6 separate regions of the Mus musculus genome follow, and all the other regions are linked to region 6. The links are chromatin contacts, called in public HiChIP or PLAC-seq and promoter capture Hi-C maps. All regions are on one chromosome and are shown on one strand. Each heading gives the region's core, a stretch centred on a gene start, on an enhancer-like site or on the middle of the called end of the contact. The rest is flanking DNA. Distances are from core to core; before and after follow the strand shown. Region 1 holds the start of Cacng3 (calcium channel, voltage-dependent, gamma subunit 3). Region 2 has its middle 77 kb from the start of Gm39082. Region 3 has its middle 3.4 kb from the start of Gm39082. Region 4 has its middle 13 kb from the start of Gm39084. Region 5 holds the start of 4930413G21Rik (RIKEN cDNA 4930413G21 gene). Region 6 holds the start of Plk1 (polo like kinase 1).

What was found. Promoter capture Hi-C pulls out the DNA fragments that hold promoters and counts their contacts. HiChIP or PLAC-seq counts read pairs in DNA pulled down with a chosen protein or histone mark.
Region 1: a contact with region 6 is called in a promoter capture Hi-C map of neural stem cells. The contact joins the promoter of Cacng3 here to the promoter of Plk1 in region 6. A contact is called at or near these places in 5 of 39 promoter capture datasets (hippocampal neurons, liver, neural stem cells and 1 more), 2 of 115 datasets of contacts at active chromatin or transcription factors (astrocytes and bone marrow-derived macrophages) and 1 of 9 other capture datasets (macrophages).
Region 2: a promoter capture Hi-C map of hippocampal neurons shows a contact between it and region 6, with 3 times the contacts expected there. The contact joins the enhancer-like site here to the promoter of Plk1 in region 6. A contact is called at or near these places in 3 of 39 promoter capture datasets (hippocampal neurons, liver and pre-B cells) and 3 of 115 datasets of contacts at active chromatin or transcription factors (bone marrow-derived macrophages, large pre-B cells and pro-B cells).
Region 3: a contact with region 6 is called in an H3K4me3 HiChIP or PLAC-seq map of bone marrow-derived macrophages, with 5 times the contacts expected there. The contact joins the enhancer-like site here to the promoter of Plk1 in region 6. A contact is called at or near these places in 7 of 39 promoter capture datasets (cranial neural crest, embryonic stem cells, liver and 3 more), 1 of 484 Hi-C or Micro-C datasets (bone marrow-derived macrophages) and 17 of 115 datasets of contacts at active chromatin or transcription factors (the 230-238 cell line, T-cell acute lymphoblastic leukemia, acute myeloid leukemia and 11 more).
Region 4: a FOXA1 HiChIP or PLAC-seq map of pancreatic cancer cells shows a contact between it and region 6. The contact joins the enhancer-like site here to the promoter of Plk1 in region 6. A contact is called at or near these places in 1 of 39 promoter capture datasets (liver) and 2 of 115 datasets of contacts at active chromatin or transcription factors (embryonic stem cells and pancreatic cancer cells).
Region 5: an H3K27ac HiChIP or PLAC-seq map of embryonic stem cells shows a contact between it and region 6, with 7 times the contacts expected there. The contact joins the promoter of 4930413G21Rik here to the promoter of Plk1 in region 6. A contact is called at or near these places in 20 of 39 promoter capture datasets (the 3T3-L1 cell line, 3T3-L1-derived adipocytes, the C10 cell line and 13 more), 7 of 484 Hi-C or Micro-C datasets (LSK cells, cortical neurons and embryonic stem cells), 30 of 115 datasets of contacts at active chromatin or transcription factors (the 230-238 cell line, the NIH/3T3 cell line, the SCID.adh cell line and 19 more) and 4 of 9 other capture datasets (adipose tissue, embryonic stem cells, liver and 1 more).

The regions. Positions count from the first base shown.
Region 1 is chr7:122,668,512-122,673,127 of GRCm38.p6, forward strand. Cacng3 (calcium channel, voltage-dependent, gamma subunit 3) reads left to right here and starts at 3,233. Exons shown (of 4, transcript NM_019430.2): 1 at 3,233-3,473. The coding sequence starts at 3,263.
Region 2 is chr7:122,844,837-122,849,261 of GRCm38.p6, forward strand. No RefSeq gene overlaps it. Among named protein-coding and RNA genes, the nearest start is that of Gm39082, 77 kb to the right of the region's middle. Within about 2 kb of position 2,740, at least 14 of the 459 cell types and tissues checked have an H3K27ac peak or open chromatin away from gene starts, as enhancers often do. A contact at or near this core is called in hippocampal neurons, where this site is marked.
Region 3 is chr7:122,918,809-122,923,320 of GRCm38.p6, forward strand. No RefSeq gene overlaps it. Among named protein-coding and RNA genes, the nearest start is that of Gm39082, 3.4 kb to the right of the region's middle. Within about 2 kb of position 1,358, at least 83 of the 459 cell types and tissues checked have an H3K27ac peak or open chromatin away from gene starts, as enhancers often do. A contact at or near this core is called in the 230-238 cell line, acute myeloid leukemia, bone marrow-derived macrophages and 1 more, where this site is marked.
Region 4 is chr7:123,108,520-123,113,427 of GRCm38.p6, forward strand. It overlaps a transcript of Tnrc6a not described here. Among named protein-coding and RNA genes, the nearest start is that of Gm39084, 13 kb to the left of the region's middle. Within about 2 kb of position 1,807, at least 146 of the 459 cell types and tissues checked have an H3K27ac peak or open chromatin away from gene starts, as enhancers often do. A contact at or near this core is called in pancreatic cancer cells, where this site is marked.
Region 5 is chr7:122,967,918-122,972,800 of GRCm38.p6, forward strand. It overlaps 4930413G21Rik (RIKEN cDNA 4930413G21 gene), which reads right to left and starts at 2,542. Exons shown (of 1, transcript NR_045614.1): 1 at 1,141-2,542. Rbbp6 (retinoblastoma binding protein 6, ubiquitin ligase) reads left to right here and starts at 2,647. Exons shown (of 18, transcript NM_011247.2): 1 at 2,647-3,210. The coding sequence starts at 3,045.
Region 6 is chr7:122,156,709-122,161,780 of GRCm38.p6, forward strand. It overlaps Plk1 (polo like kinase 1), which reads left to right and starts at 2,727. Exons shown (of 10, transcript NM_011121.4): 1 at 2,727-3,242; 2 at 3,828-3,996; 3 at 4,799-4,943. The coding sequence starts at 2,835.

The DNA of each region.
Region 1 (4,616 bases), core at 1,983-4,482, 510 kb after region 6:
CTGTTACAAATCTGAGGATGTGGATCTGGGGCTACCGTTGCTTTGCTGTGCGTCTGGTGAATGGAGTCATGGAGTGCACTATCCCTAAGGCCAAAGCCCTCCCACCATCACTGCCTTGCTACAGAGTGCACCTTTCCCACCTCTGCTGGAGTGAGAGAAGAATAAAACAGATCAAGGAAGGTCTGTTTGATTGTTATTAATTACTTCATATTATTTAAACTTCTGAGAGTGAGAAGAAAATATCCTCCTATCTTATAAAACCTCCCAGGAAAGACCAACTTCACCTTCATGTAACTATGTGGCCTTTTAAATTGATAGTTATCAATCAAGCTGTGTGTGAAAGCTATACCTGTAATCCCGGCATTCTAGGCATGGTATTTTTTTCTTATACAGAAAATCTGTTTCTCAGTTATTAGTATTGACATTCTTTTTTTCTTATTTTATTTATTTTTATTAGATATTTTCTTTCTATACATTAGTATTGACATTCTTGATCACTATTATTTTTGTTGTTAATACAAATAATAGTGATTGCTAACTTCCTTTCTCTTTCTTTCTTTCTTTCTTTCTTCTTTTTTTTTTTTTTTTGAAATGGTCTTAATGTAGTTTAGGCTGGTCTCAAACTTGTTAGAAAACCTAGGATGGCCTTGAACTGTTCTTCCTGCTCCTTACAGGAAGGCTCATGTATCTTTCCCCCATTGCCTTCCATGTGTTTCTAGTCTTGTTAGTTATGGTTTTGGCCCTAAAAATGCATTTCATTTTGTTATATGTTAAATTGTCAGTATAAATGTGACATACATATATACAACTCAATGCATATAAACAGACAAATCCACACTGTACCTGCATATTCGCACACACACACATACATACATACATACAGCTGTGTATTTATATAAAGCACGATCACATGACCCTACAAACTGCACCATGTGTGTGTACACATATACTCACATATCTACTTTATGTCTGCAACAAATTCATAGGCATTCAGAAATCATGACAAAATTGACCATAGTACTCATTTAGACATAAACACAACTATACAAATAAGCCTATATGTGCACGCATATGTATATATAACACCAAGAACCAAATCTTCAAATGACATTAACATAAAAATAAAAATATCAAAGTAACAAAAAGGTTGTGAGCCAAGTCTGAGACTTCTTCAGTATATTGCCCCTACTCAGTTACCTGAATAGAAGCTCTCATACAGCCAGAAATGGCATCCTGGGGAATGGAGATGTCTGTGATCCCCTTCCATTATATGTTTGTCCAGTTAAATAACACTCAACTATGACAGCTGGTTGTGGGCACATCTCATGGGTTGTAGAAATAGCGCATGCAGCCTCAATTCCAAGCATCCAAATGGGTGTTACTACCTGTCAGCCCACAAGAAAATAATTGGTCAGAGCAATTCGGTGGAATGCCTGAAGTCAACTTAGTGTGTGTCCTTATCTATATGCTAGAACATATGGAACCGGGAAGCTGGTCTGTGCCAGTTCTTTTCAGCATTTGCTATTTCTGAGGGAAAGAACTCACAGGTGTGTGATGACATTTGTGCTTTGGGCAAGCAAGGAGCCCAGACCTAATTACACCTGCATCCTGGTCTGACTTAGAAGATGTTAACAAATGAACAGCACCAGGGCCTTTGGAGAGAAGCTGACGTTTTCAATGCTCTCTCATCCTGAATTCACCACCCCCTCAAATGTAAAAGTGTGAAAATATTTAAGAAGTGTATTCAGAAATCAAACCTTTACATCCCTTCATCCAAGGTCCCTGATATGTAAACAACAGTTTAGGTACATTTAGTTCCTTCAGCCCTTTAGAGGTATATATGTTCACATATACATATGAATGGTTCTGGGTCTGATGTAAGCACACTGTCTCCTGTGTAAATCTGAGCTCCGGAGACAGGAGGGTAGACATATTGGTTTGTTTTCTGAGGAATGAAATTGAGACAAATACACATAGACAACATTTTGCCCACCCAAGTGAGCCACCAGTCAGTCTCCCATCCCTTTAAAAAGATTAGATCTTTCCCGGCTTCTGTCTCCCTAGTGGACTCCTGCAGCAAAGAGCAAAGTTGCCTGGCTCATTGGGCTCAGGGATGAGGAGGAGGGTTGATTAGAGAATGCTGCGTGGGGTGGGCTCTGAGATAACGCGCGCGCCAGAGTGCGCTGTGGGCCCTTGTCCTTAACCCTTCCCTCTGAGGAGCCGGATCCGCCGTACTGCAGTGCCCTGAAGCCCTGATGCTGATTGCCCTGGGCTCCCGAAACTTTGCTTGGTTGTGGGCTTGAGTACGCAGAGCTGAGCTGGCTGGCTGGCTCTAGGAACGCACTAGGAGAGTGTTAGGGAAGGGACCCTTCAGCACCCGGAGTTCCTAGACTAGGACCACGAGGAACGGTGCAGCGGCAAGGGGAGCTGTCCCTTCAGCACCACGGACCTCCAACGACCCGGCCTTGAGAAGTGGGAGGCTGGGCAACAGGAGAGGAGCTGTCCGCTCAGCACCACGGACCTCAGCTCTCCGACGCAAGTGGCCGGCCCCCGCCCCAGGACTCTCCCTTTTCTCCAGTTTGCGCGGGGGTGTGGAGAGCAGGCGGAGAGCTTTCCTGGGAGGCTGGGGAAGCAGTGAACACTCTTCTCAGCGACTCGCCTCCCAGCAGAGCTATTTTTTGCCATCCGCCCTCACCCCCAGCACACGCGCTCGCACACACGCACGCACGCGCGCACACACACACAAACACACACTCACACACACATACACACGCACACACACACATACACACGTACACACACACTCACACACACGCGCGCACACACGCACACACGCTCACACGCTCACACACCAGACCTCTCTGGGTTTCTTTTGCCTTGAGTCTCTCGGGGCTGTGAGAAACCAGGCGCATCTCAAACCAAGCTGGCAGCTCCAAGCTCCGAAGCCATGCCCTGCACAAACGCTAGTCCTCACCAAGCTCCTGAGGAATGAAAGCAACCCAGGAATCCTCTGACCGCGGCAGTGATGTGGACCAACCCCCTGGAGCCCGCACCCTCCCGAGGGCCATAGAGGACTCGGGGAACTGGAGAGAGCCCAAGACAGGAAATCCCAGCTTTCCCAAAGTCCCCGTGGATGCTGACAAAAGGAGATCTGGATTTTTGGAAGAGGCCGTCCTAGGTTACCCAGCTGCAGAGTGATTCTCCCGTCTGTCACTGAATCTACCCCTCCAACCCCCAGCCGTTCAGAGTACCATGAAGAATTATGAGGATGTGTGACAGAGGTATCCAGATGTTGATCACTACTGTAGGAGCCTTCGCAGCTTTTAGTTTAATGACCATTGCAGTGGGCACGGACTACTGGCTATATTCCAGAGGTGTGTGCAGGACTAAATCTACAAGTGACAATGAAACCAGCAGGAAGAATGAAGAAGTAATGACCCACTCCGGGTTGTGGAGGACCTGCTGCTTGGAAGGTACTTACAAATTCCTCTCACTGGCTCTGAATGATCTGCTTCTAATGTCCTGACATGTGTTGGGGGGGAAATAGAGGCAATGGAGGGGAAGAAAAATAGTTTTAATTGTTGTTGGAAATATGTGAGGGTCCAGACTATGCTTCCACGGAGCCTGGTGCTGTGTGGATGGAAGGGTTGGGTCTTGTTGATTGGTTTTGGTCTATGCCAAATGTGATGTGATTTTGTAACGCTCTTAAACACCTTCTGCAGTTGAGAAAGCCTCTAATCCCGAGTCTCTAAGCATGTTGTGCACTGCTTGGATTTCTGTCTATAGAAGGAGACTTTGGATTTGTTTAATTACATTTTGGTGAATGGGGATTATTAAGGAATGGAAGCAGAGAAGACAGGAAGGTGCTGAGGGACTGATCTAACCTGGAGCACTCTGATCTGGTTTTTTATCTTTTAATCAATAAAAGCTTACCAGCCTCTTCTGAGTTTGGTCCAACTAGACATTGTCATGAACTCCCTTTGTTAACTTATACTAGGGAACAATATGTAAGCCCTAATCCCCACACCCTCACATCTAAAGAAAATGTCTTTATGAATAAGTGTTTCATTATTTAGGCTCAAAATAAAACTGAAGTCTTGGTGTTTGCTCTCCACCTGACTTCATTCATAAATCACGCCCATCACCAGCAAATGTATTTCCTTGACATTTAGATAAGACTGACTCTGAGAATTGCATCTCATTGCTTCTAATTTTAAAAATTAGAGGATTTGCTCTAAATTATAATGAGGTGGGCAGGCCATTTTAGAATGTGGAGCTCTTAGGTAGCCTATGTCACTACTAAACTTGCTTCACCACTTGAAGAGTGACTGTCAGTTTCAGTGGACAATACCTGGGTATCACAAGGAGTGAAAAAATAATGAAGAAAATCAAAGCTTTGTGAACCTGCTACCTAAGGGAGCCACTAGATTAAAGGGCCACTAAGAAGGGATTTTGTCTGCTTGGTTGATTTTTGCTGTTTCTCTGGCTTCCAGGAAGTCAGTGAAGTTTATCACAGTGATAGTCAGGAAAATACAGGCTTCCTCCCCTCCCCTCGATCTCCCTTGGTTCCTCCCCCTGCATTCCCTGTGGCATTTCTCAGGGTTTCTTGGGAACTC
Region 2 (4,425 bases), core at 1,490-3,989, 690 kb after region 6:
TATCACTTGCCATTGTTATTGCAAAATCCAGATGAAAAGGTAAAATGAAGGAGATCTTGGATTTCAATGCTGACAGAGGCTCCCAGACCTACTGTGCAGCAGAGCCCATAATTGGCATTCTTTTCCAGTTCTGCCATGGTGGCTGGTGGCTATGGAGACCACTGCTGTGTGATTCACGCTGTTTCTGGTTTCTGTGCGGGGTATAGAGCTCAGAGATGCATCTGACAACTGGGATGAGTCAATAGCAGGGAAGTCCCTGAGACTCTAAGACCTGCTCCATTCCCACCCCCAGATCTTTTGGGCATGCCAAGAGCATGCCACCCCTAAGTAATGAGGTCCCCCTTAGTTTTCAAATCAGCAGAATTGCCTTCCCATCACCCCACTTTGAAGGTCAGAAGGCCAGATTCCACCAATGGCTACCCCAGATGTAGTATTAAAATAGTTCTTTTTGAAGCCCACGATTAAAACCTAATTACATATTCTTGCCAATTAGAGTAATGGCAGAGTCCACCAAAACCCATAGTCTGAAAGAAGAATGTCTGGGTTCTCCTCCTCCAGCTACCCACTCTTCCTCCAACAGCAGAGAGCTTAAAAACTCCTGCTGCTGTGTGTAACCTTGGAAAAGATATTTAACCTCTGGCCCTGACAAGGCATCTACAAGATGATGCTATGTAGCAAATGATATCATTCATTCAATCAACCGATATTTATCAAGTGGTCTCCCATGTACTTGCTCTTTCAGCTAACAAATATCTACTGGACATCTTGTGGGCACCAAGCGCTGAGAAGACAGCAGTGGATAACACACACAGGGTCTCAGCTCTCCTGGAGTTCTTCTCAGAGGTTGACAAAGAACAAAGAGACAGATACAAGTTAAGCTGAATAAAAATACATATGCAGGAAAGTAATAAAGGCCAAGTTCAAGGTTGCATGGACACAGAGGTCTTTTTGGAAACCTGAATGATAAGTCTGATAAAAGAGGACCAGAGGGAAAACACAGCAACAGAAATTGCAGATGGTTCTAGAAAAAAAGATCTATTCAAACACAGGAAATGGGATGAGTCCAAAGAGAATCGAGAGGTGAGAATCTGGCTGGAAAATTACTTAAGGCCAGAGCACAAGAAGGAAGTAGCTCACTGGATCAGAGGCTTGGCAGGACACTTAAAATATTCTACACGCACTAAAGAGCTAAAAGACAAGAACGATAACCTCAAGCCAGCACAGTGGCGCACATCCTACTTCAGTCTCATTCTGTAGCTGTGACAGATAGCCTTATGAAAAGCAACTTAGGGGAGGCAAGGGTTTGTTTTCGCTACAATGCCAGGCTACAGTCCACCTTTGCAGGAACATCACAGAGATGGGAGCTTGAGACAGCTGGTCACCTCTACCCAGTCAGGAACAGGGAGAGGGGAATGCCCCCATACTGTCTGCTTGGTGCTTATACTCAGTGTGCTGGCTACTTTTTATGCCAACTTGACCCAAGGTAGGATCATCTGGGAAGAAGGAATCTTGAAGAAAATGCTGCCACAGGACTGGCCAGGAGGCAAATGTGTAGGGCATTTTCTTGACTGAAGATTGATGTAGGAGGGCCCAGCCCACTGTAGGAAATGGCACCCCTGAACATGTGGTTCTGGAGTATATGAGAAAACAAACTGAGCAAGCCAGTTAGTAGCACCACTCCATTGCCTCAGCATCAGCTTCTGCCTCCGTCCATTGCCTCTGCATCAGCTTCTGCCTCCAGCTTCTGCACTGCTTAGCTCCTCCTGACTTCCTTCAGCGATGAACTGTTACCTGGAAGTATAAAGTGACATAAAGCCTTCCCTCCACAGGTTGATTTTGATCAATGGTGTTTTATCACAACCCTACAAATCCTAAGACAGCTTGCTGCCAAACCCGATGACCTGAGTTCAACGCCCTGGACCCACAATAGCATAAAAAGAGAACCAAGCCCAGAAAGCTGCTTTTTGGCCTCTACGTATATGTTTATGTGTATATACACATACACATGCACACATACATACATACATGTAATTTTTAAATGTCTTAAAGAGATATGCAAGACCTGAATTCCTTTTAAAATCACTGTCAGCTGGGTGTGGTGGTCCACGTTGTAATACCAGCATTTGAGAGGCTAAGGCAGGAAGATCCTGGGTTTCAGGCCAGCCTGAGCTTCTCAGCCAGGCCTTAGACAGGGGTAAGGGATCGCTCTGGCTGCCACATTGGATACAAGACTCCTGCAGCCTAGCACTTAGCTGCTACCTAGTGTTTCCCTCTACTCCTCCCTGCATCCTGACAACTCTCAGCATCTAGAATTGCTCTTACTGTTCAAGTGAACACGCTGCTATTGAGAGGCAATCATCTCATTAGATCTGCCTCCTACAAGTGATGCTTTTCTCTTTATCACGAGGTGGTCCATCCAACCTCCTCAAGGACTTGGGAGCTCTGTGCCCTGCACTTGACAGAGCCAAGCTTTGTGCCTTCTTGGATAGCCCTGAGGAGGCCCCAGCCCCAGAGGCCCCAGCTTCCAGAGGCCCCAGAGAGAAGCTCCAGGGAATATTCAGAAGCAACTTAGTGAGTTTATTTTGATGAACTACGATAATTATCATGCTTAGCAGCTGTTGCTATTTAAAATAAGAAAAACCTGGGCTTGAATTTCAACTGTTTGGGAAAGCATGTGCCCCACCAATCTGGTCCAACAAAACCAGACATTATGAAACCCGCAGCAGAGCAGAGCTTCTTACAGGAAGTTAAGATGCAAATCATATTTTGTTTCAAATGAGCCCGATGAATGCATAATTTTCCACAAAGAAATACTTTTGTGTCAGGCTCCTTTTGCCAAGAACCGAAGTTCTGGGGCTGCAGCTGTTAGCAGCTTCTGATTGTCCATTTCAAACCGTTGGAGTTCTGCTTTCCTAAGGGGGAGCTGGAGCAAAGGCAGGAAGAGGTCAGAACTGCTCTCCTCAGCTGCCTTCCAGAACATTCCCTGAGAGACCTACCTGTTCTCCCCAGGCTATGAGGCTTCTCCCTGGTATCTTAAGACTAGAGAATCTGAAACTCTTTCTTTGCAGGGAGAAAAGAGATAACTCTGAAGCTAAGAATACTGGCTGCTCTTACTGAGGACTCAGGTTCAACTCCCAGCATCCACGTGGCATCTCACAACTGTCTTTAACTCCGGTTCCAAGGGGTCTGGTACCCTTATTTGGCTTCTGTGGACATTGCAAGAATGTAGTGAACATGCAGGTTTATACACACACTTGTACACACTTAGACCCACAACATGGTGGTGGTGCAAAGACCTCTTCCCAACTGTCCATATACAATGAGCCTTTTCTCTTCCCCTTAGCACTTTCTCTAAGCTTAAGGTCGCTAATTCCATCTGTGAAGAGTCTTTTGTTTTCAGGCTAAGGAGATAGCTCAATAGGTAAGGTGCCTGTTGCACCGGCACAAGGGACCAAGGCAGAACCCCAGCATCCACGAATACAGCTAGACATAGCAGCATCCATGTGTGATCCCAGCTCTGGGGAGACAGACAGTTCACTGGCCAGTCAACCTAGCCAAATTACTGAGTCCAGATTCAGTGAAGAGACCGCATCAAAAAAGTAAGATGGAAAGCAATAAAAAAGATATATGACATCAACCTCCGGCCTCTCCACACTCATGTGCAAACATATGTATGTATACACAAGCATACAACCACATGAATATATATATACATACACCACACACACACAAACACACACACACACACACACACACGGACACACCCAACAAAAGAGTTTTATTTGGAGCAGAAGAAACGTAATTCGAACAAAATAAAATAAAAACAGCAAAAGGGGAGAAAACAAGGGAGGATTAAGCCAAACAACAATTTGGCTCTGGGCCTTTTGGGTCTTAATCTAGGAATGGGTGATACAGAAAGGTAAAAGGATTAAAGATCAGCCCTCCCGGCCCCGGTCTGCTACCACAGGTCTGCAAGGTGCCCACTCCCAAGCTGTGTGATTTTTCTCCAGGTATAGATAAAGATGTGGCTGAGGGATGAAATTGAGTTTGGCTTGATAAATATGATAGAAAGATACATGTCAAAAAATGCAAGAGAAATAAATGGTTGTAATCTGAGACCGGGAGAAGCATGAGACACAGGCAGAGGAAAGGGAGAGGGTAAGTCACTGAGGATACTGCACAACTGAAGGATGGCTGTCATGGCTCTGAGAGGACAAAAGACCTGCAAGGACCAGGGACAAGGAGGCTTGAGAGCAACAGTAAGTACAAACCTGTAACTAATATCTATAGTCTCTTGTGGCCCATTCTTTCAGAAGAGGAGGTCTCTTTACTCTGTTGGTGGGTAAAAATGAAGAAGTGGTCCTGTCACTCTTGTTTGAAGGTAGCTTGCCCCCTCCCAACCTCATGTTGACACTGAGTCTCCAG
Region 3 (4,512 bases), core at 108-2,607, 760 kb after region 6:
GGGCAGAGGGAGGGTATAGGGAACTTTCAGTATAGCATTTGAAATGTATATAAAAAATATCTAATAAAAAAGAAAGAGAGAGGGGGGAAAGGAAGGAAGGAAGGAAGGAAGGAAGGAAGGGAGGGAGGGAGGGAGGGAGGGAGAGAGAGAGAGAGAAAGAGAGAGAGAAAGAGAGAAAGAAAGAAAGAAAGAAAGAAAGAAAGAAAGAGAGAGAGAGAGAGAGAGAGAGAGAGAGAGAAAGAAAGAGAGAAAGAAAAGAAAACTTAATCCCCAAAGTCATATATTAATGGGCCTTGGAGAAGTGACTACTGTTAGGTAAGGTCCTGAGGATGGGACCCCAGGGTGGCACCGGTAGCTTTATAAGAAGGGGAAACTTGGACTCTGTCTCACTGTGTGATGCTTCTGCATGTTGTGACCACAAGACCCTCAGCTGACGTTAGCAGCCCACTCTTAGACTCCCCTGGCCCCAGAACCATAAGCTAATCAAACCTCCATTTCTTATAAAGTACCTTGACTCGGGCATTTTCCAGACTCATTTTCCATGGGAATATAGAGAGAGGGACTCTTACACTTTGAAGGACACTCACTACAGAATGTCAGGCCCCGGAGATAGTTCTTATGTACCCACTGTAATCCAGAACTGTCTAGCAGTAGAAACAGAGTAGAAACCAAGCAAGAATACTCCAGAAGCCATAGATGTTATAGAGTAGACTAAGAGGAAGTTTCTAGATTTTCAAAAGGAAGAAACTGAGACTGAGTAAAGTGTGTATGTGTTGGGCCACAAAACTGTGCAAACAACAACATGGAGATTTGAGTTTGGTCTGTCTGACCCCCTCCCTCCAAGAGCCACAGGCAATGCAGTGAGGGACAGCATGCTCCCATTGGCCCAAAAAACCCCAAAGAGTCACCCCAAGTTAGACATGATGACTCACACTTATAAGTCCAGCACTGGAACTGGAAGAGACCATGGTCTAGGTCAGCCTGAGGATCATAGCAGATCCCAAAAAGGGGGGAGGAAATTCATCCTAAAGACCAAAAATCTCAGGTCCTAGGCAGGACTGGGAGCCTTTATTTGGCATCTCCCAGATCCTAAGTGTGTATCTCAGCAGCTAGCTCTCGCGAGAACTCAGTCCCAGGCTAATCGCAGGTAGAATCTGATAGACTATCGGTACTGTGTCCCTACATTGGCTTTTCCTCTGCAAAATTAAACGAAGAACAACTACCCCACAGAGATTTCAAGTTAATATGGGTGAAAGTCTTATAATAGTTCCCAAAACACAGCTATACTCAGAAGCTGTCCTTGGTTCCGCTTCTGCAGAAAGGGGAAGGAACCGGGGTGACACTGGGTTATGCTGATTTCCAATGAAATCATTCAGTGTGTTCACCCTCGGGCAGATCCCCATCTTCCTAGTCAAGGGGTAAAGTCTGAAGGGGGGCAAAAGTGTTCTGGGGAAGTGGGTATGACATCCTGAGTGGGTTTGTGAAGAGATCTTTGCTTGGCTCCTTTGGAAAACATACCAGAAACAAGAGACCAGATTATCGTGAGTTGAACCTTGGGGTTAGCCTGACCTCTAGTGGTCAAATAATAAACCATCGGGGTACTTGAGAGCCGCTTAAGGGTAAACAAAAGGATAACTTTGTTTATCCACTTATCCGGTGGGTGGTTTTTGAATCCACAAGGTCTTGAGCGTGGCTAAGCTGCAGGCACACTAAGTAAGCTCCATGGTTCACATAAGTCTTAAGTGGTAGAGTTGGGGTTTTACACCAAGCCTGCTTGATTTTAGAGGTCTCTTGTTTATCCACACAGCATGATCGATGCCTGCCTTTATGAAGCCTTCATGTTTAATTCATAGAGACGGCCAAGCTGATGAAGGCCACCACAAGTATGCCTGGAATAACACAAACATATTATAACGCTCATTTTTTTTTTCAAACCGGGGAACTGCTGTTCGATGGCCTGGCACTGTGTATTTGACCACGCATTCAATGTTGAGTTAGTATATGAATTTCCACCTCCTGCTTCCTGTCCCAATGATCGCTTCATATGGACACTACAAATGCCAGCTTGTTTGAGGGTGGCTGGTCTTCCCATCTGCTCTAAAATTCAGCAAAGCCTGGAGGTTGGGGCTTTACTCCCTGAACCCCACAACAGAGATTTGCTGAACCCCACAACAAAGATTTGCTGATGGCTAAGACCACACCCGCCCAGCACTGAGTGAGTCACAGAGTGTTCAACTTACAACAGTCACCCTCAGATTTCTGGACATCAGGATGGACGATGCCAAAATGGTCCATACTCAACAGAAACTATATTTGAGATTTTAGATTTGGGTTCTTTCCCAAAATAACAAAATATGCAGCACGGTGCTCGATCCTGACACTAGGCAGAAGCAGGAAGCCATGGCTCTGATCAGCTCCATGCTTCGGAAGATAACAACCAACGCTTGACAGTATCATAAGTCATGGTGTTCAACAACTGGGTACAGTAAATGCATTTCTGGCTTAGGATGGGCTCACTGGCATTTAACCCCCACTGGTAGGTGGGATACTGGTCAAGGCATGGAAGGGCAGCCATCTGTTTCCCAGGCACCACTTGAGAGATGAGAATGTCAGTATGTCGGTATGTCAGTGTTTTCTGAGACAAATGGCACAGTGAATGATCTGTAACAAGTTGAGAACACTCTTTACAAATAGGACAGTCACTGAGTCCCTTTACAAGGGCAGATGGTGACTCCTGTGTCTGGACCAAGTGAGGAAGAACCTTGTAGCAAGATTCCTCCAGCACTAAAGAGAAAGTCCTGGGGGCTAGAGAGATGGCTCGTTCATTAAGAGCACTCCCAGAAGACCCAAATTCAATTCCTAGCACTCGTGGCTAGCAATGATCCGAACTCCAGTTCCAGTGGGGAATCTGATGCCCTCTTCTGGCCCTTCTGGGCACTGCACACATTTGGTGCACAGACATATAGGCAGCAAAATACCCACGCACATTAAATCAGAATGAACACGGCTTTAAAATAAGGAGAGAGAAAATCCTGTTTTACAACTTTTTAAAAGGCCAGCCGAACGCTAAAAGGTGAAGATAAATACAACACGCTGGAGGCGGAGTTGAGAAGGAAGGCAGAGCTGTTCTTTATATGCCCCAAGGCCCTACCTTAGAGGCAGTTACCCACAGACAGTCACTGCTGAGCACATTGGAGTAGGGAGGGGGATTAAGTACTTTAGCAAAGTGCCTAATAGAAGCTGCATACAGGAGAAGCACTTAGGTTTGGAGCATGGGCTACTGTATGCCCTGTAGCAACTCCAACTTGCTCACATCTGGATGGATCGGGACGCAGAGGCCAGCCAGAAGTAGGGCTAGCCTGTAAACCTCAAGGCCCACCAAGTGACCCACTCCCTGTAGCTCAGCCCACCTCCTAAGGTTTTCATAACTGCTGAGACCTGCCTGACTTTGGGATCAACCAGACCAAGGCAATGGGGAAATGAAGAAGTGGGTGACACATACACAGAAATGCTGAGCTGGGCATGCACTCGTATGGAGATGTATCAGCAGTCCAGAAACTCAGCCCAGTTATTATATGCAGTGGAATGAGAGGGAGGAAGAGGAGGAGGAGGAGGAGGAGGGGAGGGGAGGAAGAAGAGGAAAAGGACTAGGTACTCTTAGTAGGTGGGGTTTCTGTAGAGCAGTCCCTTGTTGCTGTCACCTGGGAAGAGGAAGCTGTGGCTGGAACTCTTCACATACTATCAACGTCTGACCAAAGGAAGGGTCCGTAACGTGGCTGTACTCATGCCAATAACACTCATTCACTCGAGGTTTCATCCACTCTCCACATAGAACCCCCTACCAGGATGAACAGCGCCACCATGAGGGGACCAAATGTTCAAACCTGGAAGCCTCTGGGAGACATTTTAGCAGAAAATAAGATCATTGGAAAGCAGGCAGGATTCAAGTGCTACCGTAGACGAACTCCAAGCTCTGTGTAGCTCATTCCCAAGCACTGCCTTATCTCACTTAGATTTAAAATAACCCAGCACCGGTCTCTCAAAGAGCAATGATGATCCCCAAGCTGGCCATAACTACTGCAGGGCTAAAGATGAATCAATACAGAGGCCTTAAACTGGCCACAAAGATGAAGGGCAAGTGGAAGACAGTACGTGCAGTTAGCTAGCTAGTGTTCCCTGGCCAAAGCTAACAATACGGAAAGATAAACAGACGGCATTCAGTAGTGCTGTTCCTGCCTGGCCACAGAGCTAAAAGGTATGCCGACAACCATAAAAGAAATCGAGTTTGTTATTATTTCTTCCTATCGTCGATTCATCCTGCGTGCTTGAGCACATTGAGCAACTCCAGCTGGCTACAGGCTACGTCAAAGGATATTAAAGTTAAATCTTTTCCCTTTTGTAAGGCAGAATGAGTAAAGTCTGGGGCTTTCATGCCCCAGACTCTAGAAGAAAGGGCAACTTTGTGGTACAAACACATACAACACGCTGGAGGCGGAGTTGAGAAGGAAGGCA
Region 4 (4,908 bases), core at 557-3,056, 950 kb after region 6:
ACTATGTTCCAGGTGCCGTTAGAAGCACTGTGCCAGCCGCCTATTTAATCTCCACGGCAACCGTATGACTCATTCCATAGATGAGTAATCCAAGGCACAGAAAGGGCAAGTTTCAGAGCTGATAAGCTACAGAGCCAATACTAGAAGCCATAGCATCTCTGCAGAGTCTGTGCTGTTTTTCTTGAGCTCACCTCAGACTTTGGGGCGAGTTTTAGAGGAGCTAAGAGCCTGCAGAGAGTATGGGCCAGACAACAATTTGTGTTTCTGTTCCACCTTCAAGTCAGCGAGGCCTGGGGAGCAAGGGTTAAACACATGTGTTTGTTGAGCACATGGTGGGAATGTGCTGTGAACTGGGGAATACATGAGCAAGAGCTTTCTTCTGTCTTCACAGGCAGCGTGGGGGTGGGGGAGAGGGAGGCAGCGGGCAGGGGGGCGGGGAAGAGGCTATACATGACCAACGTGTCCTGGGAAGAGGTGTGAACAGTAGAGAAAGTCCATGGGGCACAGACTAATGCTTCCAAGAAGAAGAAAGATTCTAGAAAAGACCAGAGGGTGGCCAGAAGCTATACAGTTTACTCAGTGTGCCTGTGTGCTAGGTGCTTGAGAGGGGGGGCTAACAAATACAGAAGACTGGAAATGGGCTGGAGAGTCCTGAAAACCTCCTCTTCTCTTCTCTTCTCTTCTCTTCTCTTCTCTTCTCTTCTCTTCTCTTCTCTTCTCTTTCTCTCCTCCTCTCTTCTCTCTCTCTTTACCCATCTCTCCTTTCTCCTCTCTCCCCCTCTTTCTTTTCCTTCCTTCCTTTTTCCTTTCCTTTTCTTTCTTTCATTTTTCAAGACAGGATTTGTCTGTGTAGCCTTGACTGCCTTGGAGCTTGCTCTGTAGACCAAGATAGCCTCTAACTTACAGAGATCCACCTGCTTCTGCCTCCCAAGCGCTGGGATTAAAGGCGTGTACCACCGCTGCCAGGCTGGAGTCTATTTCTTATAGCCAGCCCTCAGGGGCGGGTTTTAGGATCTTGCATTTTGCAGATGAGGAAACTGAAGCTCAGAGAAGCTTAGCAGCCAGCCAGATGCTAGTGTGCCCCAGGAAGTTCAGCAGCTGAAGCAGGTTCGAAGTCCAGATCTGAGGCAAAGACGGTGTTGTTCCTTCCCCGTGCCATTCTGCCCCTTGATGCCAGGCACCCTGTGCTATCTGTGCCTAGATGCTTGGCCCAGCAACAATGCCAGTGTTGGGTGGCAGCCATAGCCCTGAAGGTTTCTTTGCATTTGCCTCCTTCTCTTGCTGTTCTGAGCTCCTATTGGCCTGGATCATCATAGTGAGGGTACTGTGGCTGTGCTCAGTAAATAGAGGTCCAGGATGACTGGCTGCCCCCCCTTGCCTAGCTGGCTGGCTTAAACCAATAAGAAGCCAGAAAATATCCTATCTAAGCATGCCCATCCCAGATCCCTGACCCTATACCCCTCTATGCTGTCCAGCTATCATGGTAAATGTCTCAGTGTAACTCCTTAACAAGCTAGAGGGTTCCCTACCACCCCTGCGCTAACAGAGTTCTCTGGTGTTTGTTTTGGGTTTTGATCTCTCACTGTCCTGATGCAAGGAAATCATGAGATGTGCTACGGGCACCCCAGCTTGAATTAAGGAATGCATATGGTATAGAACCAGGGAGGTGGATTTGTGTCTCTAGAGAAGAACATTCAGTTCTGGGAGAAAGGATGCCAAAAGGCAGTCAATCTAGAGGAGGGTGTCCAGAGAGTGAAAGGCTTAAGGCCAAAGTGAGTGAGTAACTCTGAAAGCATTTGGGGCTGTCTGGCCTGGCTCAGATGACTCAGGAGAAGATAGCTCAGGAGCAGCTCTTGTTTGCTGGTGCCGGCACAATCCATTTCCTTACTTGCAGCTGAGGCTCACTCTCTCTCTCTCTCTCAACCCTGACCAACTCTTCTAACCTGCCTCTTTCAAACCCAGGCCCTGCTATCTCCTCTCTCATTCGCCACTTCCTTTCCTTATTGAGACAAACAAGAAGAAACAAATGGCTGTGTGCGGAGTAAGGGGTATCAGAACAGATCCTTCTGTTTATGTGTCCATCTGTCTGGGCTTACAGAAGATGGCACGGCTTCTACCCGCATCATCACCATCCAACCCCACCCCCACCCCGCCCCCACCCCGCTCCTCGGCCAGTTCTTTCCGCTCCTCCTATAGAGAAGCACAACTCTTGAGCTGACGATGGTTAGTGGGGATTAGTGCTTCCTGCTAGTCCTGACTGATGACCAGAGTTTGAGCTAGGAAACCCACATGGTAAAAAGAGAGGACCCATCTCTCGAAAATGTCCTCTGATTTCTACACATGCACCATGACACGTGTGTGCCCACACACATGCATGCACAATAAAAGAATCTGTTAAAAAAAAAAAAAAAGTAAAAAGCTTAAATCTTTCCTGTCCTTCAGTAAACAAACCCACTCCCGGCCCGGCCTCCTATGGTCTGGTAATAGTGTGTGCACGCGGTTTTGGTTGATTGGTTTGTTTGTTTTGAGACAGGTCTCACATGTAGCTCAGGCTTGGCTGAAACTTAAAATCATCCTGCTTTAGGCTCCTGGAATCAGAGACTAACATCATGAGCCATAATGCCTGGCTCCATTCAGGCAAACTTCCTGCGTTCTTTCCTACCTAGCTCTGTTAAATACTTCCGATCACAGCAGAGTAGTGCAACATTCCACTAAACAATAGCCAAATGTTTGATTGCCATTGCTGGCACTCGCTTTATTGAGCTGTGGCATAACCCACAGATCCTAAAAACTTACGCATTTAAAAAGTATGCAATGCAATAGGGATATTCACAGAACCATAAACACAATTTGAGAAGACTGTCATGACTACCACTATCATCTCCCAATCTCCTGCCCCAGTCTTAGGTGACCGTTCATTTGTTTCCTGTCTCTGTGGATTTCTCTGTTCAGAACAGGCCGTGTAAATGAAGTCAAGTAATAGCACGTGCTCTCTCCCACCCAGCTTCCTTCACTTAGCAAAATAGTCCAAAGTTTCATCCTCATGGTGGCATGGATCAGCTGTCCACTAGTTTTTACAACAACTAGCCTTACTGAATAATATGTACAGGTTCTACATTCATCTCTGCCTTCTTCCGTTGATAGACATTTAAGTTATCTGTACTTCTGTTAGAAAGACAGTGTGATACACATTCATGTATAAGTGTTTGAGTGCGCATTTTCCTTTCTGTTAGGGAAACATCTAGTGTTGGTAGGTCCAATGAGAGTTTGGCTTTTTGCAGCCTTGCCATTCCTGTGGGTAGGGCAGGAGGATTCCAATTTACCTATATTCTTGTCATCACTTGCCATTAACGGTCTTCCTGATGACAGCCTTCCGAGTGGTGTAAAATGAAATCTCACTGTTGCTTTGTTCTGCATCTGCACGATGACTCTTATGCCTCCCATCTGTCTTAGCTCGAGATCCTGAGCATCTTTTGATGCTCATTAGCCTATTGTACATCTTCCTTACACATGTAAAGCTTAGGAGCTGTGCGTCTGTCTGTCCTGTTGTATGAGCTCCTCATTTACCTTCTGTATGTAGTCCCTTGATAAAAATATGATGTGCAAAGATTTTTCTCATAATAAAGTGCTCTGCTTCCACTCCATCAGTGTTTCCTTTGATGCATCCACTGTCTACTTTGGATGATGTCACATTCCCCTTTTCACTGTTGTTCCTTGTGCCTTTTAGTGTCCTGGCTAAGGAATTATTGCCAAACCCGGCATCATAAAGATTTATGAGCCTAAGACGGTAAAATCTATGTTTTCTTCTAGGTGCTTTGTAGTTATTAGTGTTCATCTCTGATCCAGCTTAAATTAATGTGTGCACATAATATGTGGGAGGAACTACAATGAAGGGAAATGAAAGTTTGTCATGGGCACTGCCTTTATTCCTTGGCTTTTGGATATTATTTGCTCCAGGGTACCTTGTTTTTTTTAAAAAAAACAAAACAAAACAAAATAAAAAAACACTCCTTTATAGCTTCAAGGTGGTGACACATGCCTTTAATTCCAGCACTTGGGAGGCAGAGGAAAGCTGGCTGGACTACAGAGAGAGTTCCAGGACAGCCATAGCTACACAGAAAAACTGTGTCTTCAAAGACAAAACAAAAACAAAAACCAAAAGAAAACCAACCAAACAAAAAACCCAAAATCTCCCTCCTTCCTCTTTGAATTGTTCAACTTTCTTATTGTAGCTACCTTGACCCTAGTGTGACATTGATTTTGGGGACCATCACCTCCATTCCTTTGATCTGTGTGGCCATTTTTACAGCAGTCTCAAACTGCTAAATTAATGTGCCCTCTTGGTAACCAGCAGTACAAGTCCTCCAACTTTGTTTGTGTGTGTATGGGAGAGGGAGAGAGAAGAAGAGAGGGAGGGAGAAGGGGAAAAGGGGGAGGGAGGAGGGGGAGATGGAGAGGGAGAGAGGGGGGGAGGGAGGGAAGGAGGGAGGGAGAGAGAGAGAGAGAGAGAGAGAGGGAGAGAAGAGAGGGAGGGAGAAGGGGGAAAGGGGGAGGGAGGAGGAGAGGGGGAAGGAGAGGGAGAGAGAGGGAGGGAGGGAAGGAGAGAGAGAGAGAGAGATCTCGCTCTTGAGATAGGACTCTGGGCCCTGTCACACTAATCAAGTTCTCCACCACGGAGCTATTTACCCTGAGCACTAACTTTGTTTTCTAGCAAGATTGTTCTGTCAATTCTGGCTCCATTGAATTTCTCCATCAATTTTAGATCAACCTGTTAATTTTTACAAAGAATCCCACGGCGATTCCTCAGAAGTGACTGTGATTCCTTGGTGTGTCCTCGAAAGAGATTGTGGGATCCTTGTCCTTTCTTTCTCTTAACATTTTTTTGTGTATGCATGAATGAGTACATGT
Region 5 (4,883 bases), core at 1,292-3,791, 810 kb after region 6:
CTCACTCTGTAGCTCTGGTTGGCCTATTCCAGGATGCTCTGGAATTTACCAAGATCAGTCTGCCTGTGCCTCTCAAATGCTTGGGTACCAACATGCCTGACAGTCACCCGGGTTTTTAAGAAAGTCACCCTAGACCATAGAGAAAGAAATTTTGAATTACCGAAGAAAAGAGGGAGAAACTAATCACATAAAAATTAATCTATAAGTGACTTATTTAAGCTGTGTTTCTGTCTCTGGGGTTATCTCTGATGGTTAGCTAACATTGCCATGGTATTTCTATAGATAACATCAAAATGTACCTACAGTGTCCAAATACTCTTTCAAGACTTAGGAATGTCACAAAAATCGGGGTAAATTTCATGCTCTTAGCTGAGAGAATGGGAAAGATCATCCAACCAACAAAAACCCAGTAACACTGGCACTCTGTTTTTTTGTTTTTGTTTTGGTTTTTTTTTAAAGACAGGGTTTCTCTGTATAGCCTTGGCTGCCCTGGAACTCACTTTGTAGATCAGGCTGGCCTTGAACTCAGAAATCCGCCTGCCTCTGCGTCCCAAGTGCTGGGATTAAAGGCATGCACTACCACTGCCCGGCTCTGGCACTCTGGAAATTGAGGTAAGAAGATTGTGAGTTCAAGACCAGTCTGGGCTACATAGTGAAACCTCAGAACAAACAAGCAAAAAAATAATTAATAAGCCGGGCAGTAGTGGCACATACCTTTAATCCCAGCACTTGGGACGCAGAGTCAGGCAGATATCTGAGTTCGAGGCCAGCCTGGTCTACAGAGTGAGCTCCAGGACAGCTGAGGCTATACAGAGAAACCCTGTCTGGAAAAACCAAAAACCAAAACCAAACAAGAAAATTAATAATAAAAAAAAAAACAACAGAAGAACAAACAGGTATATTCCTTGCAGTTAAGAAGAAAATAAAGGCCAAAATCGATGACTATCTTAATAAGATGGCCTTAGGAAGGCGTTTCTGACAAGATGATTGACTTAAACCAAGTCAGAATCTGGGGCGTTAGCATTCAGGAAGTTTCTGAAAACTCTGCCACCTCTTGGATGTATGATTTTGTTCTCAGTTGCTGAACTTCCTTGAGCCTAGCCTGTAAAATTCAGAGGCTGGACATTGGACACTGTAAATGATAGTAATTGTACAGTTTTAATTTTTATTATTTATGAATTTATAAATGCAATATGTCCCGTATGCCACAAGAGAAAAAGAATGCCAACCCTCCTAAGGGACTTTGTAATTTAAAATGGAATGAGGACCCTGCAACCCAGCAAGCATTCCCTTCTTTGAAAACTCGAAAAATGCACGGCTGTTGGCTTTAGGTTTCTATCTTATAAATTGGAGATATTTTTTTGCTGTTGTTTATTTGACATTTATTAGGCCCCCTGTATTGAGGCACAGATATGCCAGGCATGGTCTTAAATATTGAAATATACTCATGGATTTAATTCTTTATTCTCTGACAGCGTCTTTGGGAGAACGGAGTTACTTCCGACCTAGGAGACTGGGCTCCAGAATTTGCAAACATCAGCGGTCAACGCGGTGCCTAGTACAAGGTAAGAGTCGGACACAGCTCTTAAGATGCTGCTGGTGGTGATGATGGTCCATTCTCACCAGCAGCTTTGGAAGAGCTCAGGGTATACAGTCTGTTAGGAGAGGAGTTGGTGAGCAGCCATCACAGTGATGAGACTCGTGCGTGGGTGGAATTCGCGGTTCACCCCCTCCGCACTTTGGGGCCTCCGCCGCTTAAGCGCCCCTTCCAGACCCGCCCGGTGGGACGGTCCGCCTCCCCCTCTCTGCGGACCCACGTAGTTTCTCCTGTTCTCCGCGTAGCCTCAGGTTCCACGCCGCAAGTCACAAAGCGCCGGGTCACGTGGGCGGGCCGGTGCGCTTTGTGACGCAGACGGCCCCGCCCCCGGCCCGCCTATCGGCGCACGCCCAAGCCCCGCCTCGCGTGCGCCGCCCGTGCAGTCCCTGCTTAAGAGACCCCGGAGTGGGGGCGCTCGCCCGAAGCCAGGCCGCGTCCGCCATAGTGCCTGGCGCGGAGGTGTCGTCGGCGCAGGGTGCGGGCCGGAGAGCGCCCGGGGTTGGGGGGGCAGAACAAAAAAAAAATAATAATAATAAAGAGGGAATCCAGCGACGCCCTCGCCGCCGCCCGACCGTTTCCGGGCTTCCCGACGCGGTCGTGGGCTCAGAGGCGACAGGAGCGGGAGCAGCGCGAGGAGCAGCAAGAGGAAGAGTCGGGCAGCCTCGGTGGTGTCCCCGGGGCCAACGAAGCCGCCTTCCGGGGCCCGGGGTGGTGAGGAAGGGCCTCGCGGCCTAGCTGGGCCCCGCACCGGCTTTGTGTCAGGCGGCGGCGGGGGGGAGGCGGAGCCGAACCGGGCGGCCGCTGGAAGGCCTCTCCTCCGCCGACCGCGCGATCTCGGCCTAGGCCGCGGGCCGCTCGTGGCCTCCGGGGAGCAGGCGCCAGGGTGTGTGTGCGGTGGGGGCCTGGGCCTGGGGACGCCGACGCCGGTCGTCCGGAAGCCGGGAGGAGGCGAGAGGCCGCTCGTGGACTCCGGGCCTAGGCCCTCTCCCCGCAACCTTCTCCCGGGGCCTGGGTCACCCCCATCCACGGAGAGAGACTAGCCGGGAGGTGCGGCCGCTATGGACCCCTGACCCCGCGGGGTCATTCGGACTCTAACGTGTGGACTGACCGCTACTGACTGCACCGCCTGCCCCCGTCTCCTGCCGGCCCTTAGCATGAGCGAGTGGGACCCAGCCGGGTGACATTGTGCCGGTTGGCGGATCCTCGATTGCCCCCTTTCCTGTCTTGCTCCTCCCTCATGAAGCGATTCTGAGTACGGGGGGTTCCGGATTATTGTTCTCACGGACCCCCGCTTGTGGTTGGGGGGGTATTTAATCTGAGGCCTTAGGGTCCTTCGTTGTCTTTTGAGTGTTTTGTGTGTGTACATATTTTGCTCTTAAGTTTATAAATATACATATATTGAGAGTGTCCACGTCTCCTCGCTGAACCTTAGGAATCTTTTGCCACAATGTCCTGTGTGCACTATAAATTTTCCTCTAAACTCAACTACGACACCGTCACTTTTGATGGGCTCCATATCTCCCTCTGCGATTTAAAGAAGCAGATTATGGGGAGAGAAAAGCTGAAAGCTGCCGATAGCGATCTGCAGATCACCAACGCACAGACGAAAGAAGGTAAGAGGCACACGGGCCGCAGATATTTATTGGGGGGAGGGGGGGGCGTCAAGGTTGGTATTTTAAGTTTCTTGTTTCAGGCTTGAACTCCATTCTTACCCGTTGTCATACACAGAGTTTCATTGATAGCCAAGGATTGCAGCACCCGACCTTGGAGTTTAACTGGCCTTCTGAATGCTGGGATCTGTCTTACCTAGCAGGCTGGTTTTCAAAATGGGGCCCCACCTCCTCCTTAATTAAAGTTTTTTAAACAGTGGGATTGGGTTGAAAAGAGAAAAGGGTTGCTACCTGAGTCTGTTGGGTGTTTGCCTTGTGGCCTTTCCCTAACTTGTTTTTCCATCAGGAGAGGAAAGCCTGTGTAAGGTTTCCTATTGGTTAAAGCAGCAGTAGATATAACTTGTTGGCTAATCTAGCAGCGTTTTGAAGCTGATAGCAATTGTCCACTGGCCTTTTATTTATTTATACGGGGTTGCTTGTAGAAAAGGTATTTTTGAGGATTTAGTTAGTGCTGGAATTGGTTTTGTATTTAAAAAAATGTTCTGAGGTGAACACTCTGAGGTGTAATTCCAGAATTAGTGATATTTACTCAAAAGTTATATTCTGTAGCCCAGACTGGCCTCCAACCCCAACAACCCCTTTTGAGCTTCCCAAGTGTGGGGAATGCAGGTGTTAGACCACACTTAACTGTTAAGCAGTTCAGAAAAGTTTCAAAGTGCAAGGCCCTGGGCTCTTCATCCGACACCACCAAAATATATGTGTGTGTGTTTTTCTAAAAAGAATGCTACCATGTGTGAATGTAAGTAAGCCACTGGTTATAAAATTTGAGCTCTTCATTTTAAAAGTAATTGGGTCTAGGTCCCATCTGTCTGTCTGTCTCTCTGATAGTTTCTCTGTGTAGTCCTGACTGCCCTGGAACTCGGATCCACCTGCTTCTGCCTCTCTAGTGCTGGGATTAAAGGTGTTGCGCCACCTTGAACTCGGATCTCTTGCCTCTGCCTTTGAGTGCTGAAATCAAAGGGGTGCACCACCACCCCTGAAAACATCATAGTACTGGGACTTGCTGCCTTTGAGTGCTGAAATCAAAGGGGTGCACCACCACCCCTGAAAACATCATAGTACTGGGACTTGAATGGTGGCAATGTCACAGTCTTCTCTGACTCTAAACTTGTTTTGCTTTCTTTTTCTCAGGGTAGTAATGCTCATGGGATGGGCTCTGTTAGACTTCTAACATTCATTGATAGTGTGAGAAGAGAGTTCTAAATGGAGTTGTTTTATTTATGTTATGGTCTTAATTTTTGGCCTTCTCTACTTAGATCAGGCTAGCCTCTGACTCAGATCAGCTTGCCTCTGACTCACAGATCAGCTTGCCTCTGCCTCCTGAGTGCTGGTATCAAAGACATGTTCCACCAAGCTAAATTTGATAAAAGGTGTGGGATAGGGTTTTTGGTGAGGTTTTGGGGTGTGGTCTCATCGCTATAGTCTGTAGTGTGGTAGGTCAACTAAATCTTGTCAGGTAGAAGACCAGTTTTTCATTTGTAGTACAGACATGCAAATTATAATACTAATATTGTCCGCCGGGCGGCGGTGGTGGTGGTGGTGGTGGTGGTGGTGGCGGCGGCAGCAGCAGCGCATGCCTTTAATCCCAGCACTTGGGAGGCAGAGGCAAGCGGATT
Region 6 (5,072 bases), core at 1,477-3,976:
AACAAGGGGCTGGCGAGATGGCTCAGTGGCTAAGAACACTGACTGCTCTTCCAAAGGTCCTGAGTTCAATTCCCAGCAACCACACTGTGGTTCACAACCATCTGTAATTGGATCCAATGCCCTCTTCTGGTGTGTGTCTGAAGACAGCTACAGTGTATTCATATAAATAAAAATAAATAAATGTATATAAAAAAAAAAGAAGTAGCAACAAAACAATTTATGGTTTGGGGGAGTCACCTCAACATGAAGAACTGTATAAAGGGTGGAAGCATCGGGAAGGTTGAGAACCACTGCTCTGGACTGACTGCTGGGCATAAGTTCTGCATAGGGCACCCTAACACGGTAAATTCCAGGGGAGCCCCAGGATTTGACTCTGATTGTCCTGACAGTGTCTCCATCCTGGGGAGCATCGCCTTTCCCTCATTGACCTGGGGCCTTCGAACAGCTAAAGGGGTCAGGTACCTCAGAAACGTTCTGTAATACACTTTTATGGTCAGTGGGATTGATTTGAATTGGTTAAATCCAGACCCACTCACAGGCATAATTGTGTTTATATTGTAGGTTGGTCTCCACAGACTTAATACCAGGATGTGGGAGGCAAAGGCAGATGGATCTCTGTCTCAAAAAAAGTTATCACCTTTATTTGGACTGTGCATGAGTGACTGCAAGTGTGGAAGTAGAGGACAATTCCACTGAGTGGGCTCTGGGGACCTACCCTGTGGGCTCCTGGGGTGGGGCTGGGGCAGGATGTGGCACCCCTGTCATGTAGATTCACTTTCCATGTGAAAGGCTAGGTCACCACCAGGTCTGCCAGCTCGGCTCTCACAGTGTCCTAGTAGGATGCCTGCCATAGGCTGGATTCTAACTTAACCTTTTTACAGAACCAAAGATCTCCTGCATGCCAGCTGATTGCTCTACAACTGAACAGTATCATCTTTTAAGTTGTGTGTGTGTGTTCATGTTTGTGCCTGTGAGCACAGGCAATCACATAGAGATCAGAGGACCTCCTTAGAGACAGGCCCTCTCTCTCATTCCACCTTGTTTGAGGCAGTGTCTATCAGTTGGATAATATGAGCTATCAGCAAACATATGAACCCAGAAGCTGCAGTAGCACAGAGCATAAAAAGGCTGTTGCCACATGGCTGGATGACGTGAGTGTAGTCCCTGAGACCCATATACCTAACCTGCATGGTAGAAGGAGAAAACTGACTCTCCTGCAAAACTGACTCTCCTGCATGTTCTCTGACACGCAGAAGCGTGTGCGCATGTGTGTGCGCGTCTAGCCTAGAATTCAGAGGCCTGCCTGCCTGTTTTCCCCAGCACTGGGATTGAGGGTGCATGCCCACTCCTGGCAAGCTTAAGTTTTTGGAGACAAAGCTCTGCCTTATTCAGAAAGTACAATCGTTACCCAGAGACTGGGAAAGACAGCAGCACTGCCATTTTTTGCTCAATCCAGCAATTGGATCTTGCTAAGACCCTCCTGGGGGAACTAGAGCAACAACAGCTTCTAACGGAAGGTATCACTTAAGTGCCCAGATAGGCAGGGGGGCAAAGAGGGTGTCTGGGAACAGTGACCAGAGCTGGCCGTTTTTTTCTATGAAAAGCCACACGCCTGCTCTGTGTGGCCACTCTTTTTACATGTTGTAAATCCATTTTTTTTTTTTTTTCGAGACAGGGTTTCTCTGTATAGCTCTGGCTGTCCTGGAACTCACTTTGTAGACCAGGCTGGCCTTGAACTCAGAAATCCGCCTGCCTCCCCAGTGCTGGGATTAAAGGTGTGTGCCATTACGCCCCGGCTCATTTTTTTTTTTTCCTAAGTGAAGGCTGAACGGACACTTCGGCAGGGCAGACTTGGCCTTGGTATACCGGCATGCTAGCACTCTTCTAACCAGCTACCCCCCCACCTCTGACTAAAAAATTAATTTTTTCTATTTGGGGCTCTGGGCCACACAACTTGGAACAACCCAGGTAACCTTGCATCGCGGGGCAGACGTCCGGTGTTTCTTACATATCACAGGGCATAGGAATCATCTGAAGGTCTTGTTTGACCGGCAGGTCATGCCTGGGAAGTTTCTTTCCTTTGGGGTTAGTGGAGCGGTAGCTGAGGCTGATCTCGGCTAACTTGTAATCCTGAACCCACGCCCCTCCTTTGCCTTCTTAGGGAATTCCAGGTGCTGCAGATGCTGCTGGCCTCCTGCGTTGTTCAAGAGAAGGGTTGAGTTACTTCTCAGGGGCTGGGAGCCCCTAGTGCCACAGAGGAGATCGGTCCGTTGCGCCGTGAAGGTGCATCTGCCTGCTGAGCTTGCTCAGTTTTGGGTTTATTTAGGCTAGCCGGGGAGAGGGCTGTCCACCGCGGAGGCGGTGCACTCTCAAGCTACCGGTTGGCCTGGAGTTTCAGTTCTAGAAGGCCGGGTCCGGTGGAGGAAGGTGTTAGATCTTAACAGTTAGGAGAAGCCCCTGGAGGAGGCGCAGGTGAACCACATGAGCACGCCCCAGCCGAGGAGCAGAAAGCAGGACAGAATCCTGTTCTTCTAGGGATCTTCACGTAGTTGCTTCGTTCCTGGTTTCCCAGGCAATCCTGAGCAAACGCAGTCCTCCAGTCCCTGCCCATTAAAAATTTCGCCGGCAAGATCGGAGTTTAAAGGCGGCTGCGCCGTAGAGCACTCCCATGGTGCCGCGCGCTGGGCGGGTTTGTATTTTAAATCCCCGCGGCCAATCAGCAACGCGCAGGCCCTTGTAACGTTCCCAGCGCCGCGTTTGAATTCGGGGAGGAGCGGAGCAGAGCAGGACCCTCTGCACCGACTCAGCCAGGTTCGTGGAGCAACTTCGGCATCATGAATGCAGCGGCCAAAGCTGGAAAGCTGGCTCGAGCACCAGCCGACCTCGGGAAAGGTGGGGTTCCGGGAGATGCAGTTCCCGGTGCCCCAGTGGCCGCCCCGCTGGCGAAAGAAATTCCGGAGGTCCTAGTGGACCCACGCAGCCGGCGGCAGTATGTACGGGGGCGCTTTCTGGGTAAAGGAGGCTTCGCCAAATGCTTCGAGATCTCAGACGCAGACACAAAAGAGGTGTTCGCAGGCAAGATCGTGCCTAAGTCTTTGCTGCTCAAGCCCCACCAGAAGGAGAAGATGTCTATGGAGATCTCAATTCACCGCAGCCTAGCACACCAACACGTCGTAGGCTTCCATGACTTTTTTGAGGACAGCGACTTTGTATTTGTAGTTTTGGAGCTCTGTCGCAGGAGGGTGAGTGTTTCAGTCGCAGTGCTGGGGCTCCCACACCTGGAACTTGCTGACAAAGGGGCACCGAGGTTTTGGAGTGACCTAGAGGAGTGGTTGGGTTTCAAACTTTTATGGAAAGGCTTCTAGCGAGGGTACTTGGCACTCCGAACTGCTGAGGCCGGGGTTCTGGGGAAACCGAGACCAGATCCTGTTGCTATTAGGGATGGAGCTCCCAGACGCAAGGCAGCGAGTCGGTACAGGAAATGGATTCATAAAGTGGCTAAGGAAGGGTCCCAGGCTTGGTGTGCCACGCACCTCTAACTTCCGGAGTGGGGCAGGGTCGGGGGAGGGGGCGGCTGTTTGGAGTCAGATTTTAGAGCTTTCAGGAAAGGGAGGGAATCTCCTGCCAGGAGGAAGCCCTGGGTAGGGGAGTCGAGAGTGGGGTTGAGAGAAGACTCAGGAGAGGGTCTGGTGAATGATAGTGACCAACCAGTGTATGGGTAGAACTATCAGAAACCTGCTAAGACTCTCCACTCCGAGCGTCTAGTCCTAGCCACATCCAGCTAGCCACTCTTCTTGGACTTCAGTGACCTCTTTCTCCCTCCTCAGTCCCTCCTGGAGCTGCACAAGAGGAGGAAGGCACTGACCGAGCCTGAGGCCCGCTACTACCTGCGACAGATAGTCCTGGGCTGCCAGTACCTGCACCGCAATCAGGTCATTCACAGGGACCTCAAGCTGGGCAACCTCTTCCTGAACGAGGATCTGGAGGTGAAAATAGGTGAGGTGCTGGGCCTTCGGGTGTCTGGTGTCAGGGCAGGAGGGGACAAGGAGGGGAAGGTGAGGAAATAGAGATGCTGCCCTCTAGTTAGGAAGTGGAAAGTGTGTGTGTGTGTGTGTGTGTGTGTGTGTGTGTTTGTGTGTGTGTGACACTTTCCTTGCCTTTTTTTTAGATGCATTGGTGTTTATGCCTCAACTCAGTAGTTTTGAACTTGGGGCCCCTCCCCCAAATGCTTCTCTATAACCTAGCACTGAGCCAGACCCTCAGCCAATTTCAGGTCTGGACTTACGCTGTAGAGTATGGCAGGCAGCATCTCCTCAGGTGTCTCTTTACTAAGCTGAAAAACCTGCCCCCTTGAGTCTGATTGGCCAGTCCCTAGATCCCTGTCACTTCTCCACACACTTGCCCAGCAGCAGTCACGAAGATCATCTACTTGATTCCCCAGTGCATCTAATTCTGCTATCCTGTGCATTTTAAATTTCATTTACTTATGAATGGAGACAGGCTAACTTCAAGGAGTCAGTTCTTTCTTTCCACTGTGTGGGTCCCAGGATCGACGTAGATCATGTTATCAGTCTTGGCAGCAAGCCCCTTTACCTCCTGAGCCACCTTAACCACCGTAACCCTGCTATCTAAAGAGGTGTGTGGGAGGCTGGCTAGGGCCAGTACAGTGGAAGGGTTCAGGGACTCTGGGGCCTCAAGCCACTAGTTCTCAATGCTCAGGATCAAAACAGAGCTGCCTGCAACCACAGACAGCCCGGGCTTAGCAGCTGAGCACCCTCTCTTCTTTCCTCTGTCCCAGGGGATTTTGGCTTGGCAACCAAAGTGGAATATGAAGGGGAACGAAAGAAGACCTTGTGTGGCACTCCTAACTACATAGCTCCTGAGGTGCTGAGCAAGAAGGGACACAGTTTTGAGGTGGATGTGTGGTCCATTGGGTGCATCATGTAAGTTGGCAATGGCCTTGGCTCCTGGGCCTCAGCAGGGCTTTCTGAGGCTTCTCACCCAGTTGACTTTGCCATGTGAATCTTTCTACCTTATAGAAAGGCTGTTTTAGTGGACAGGCTGTCCCACAT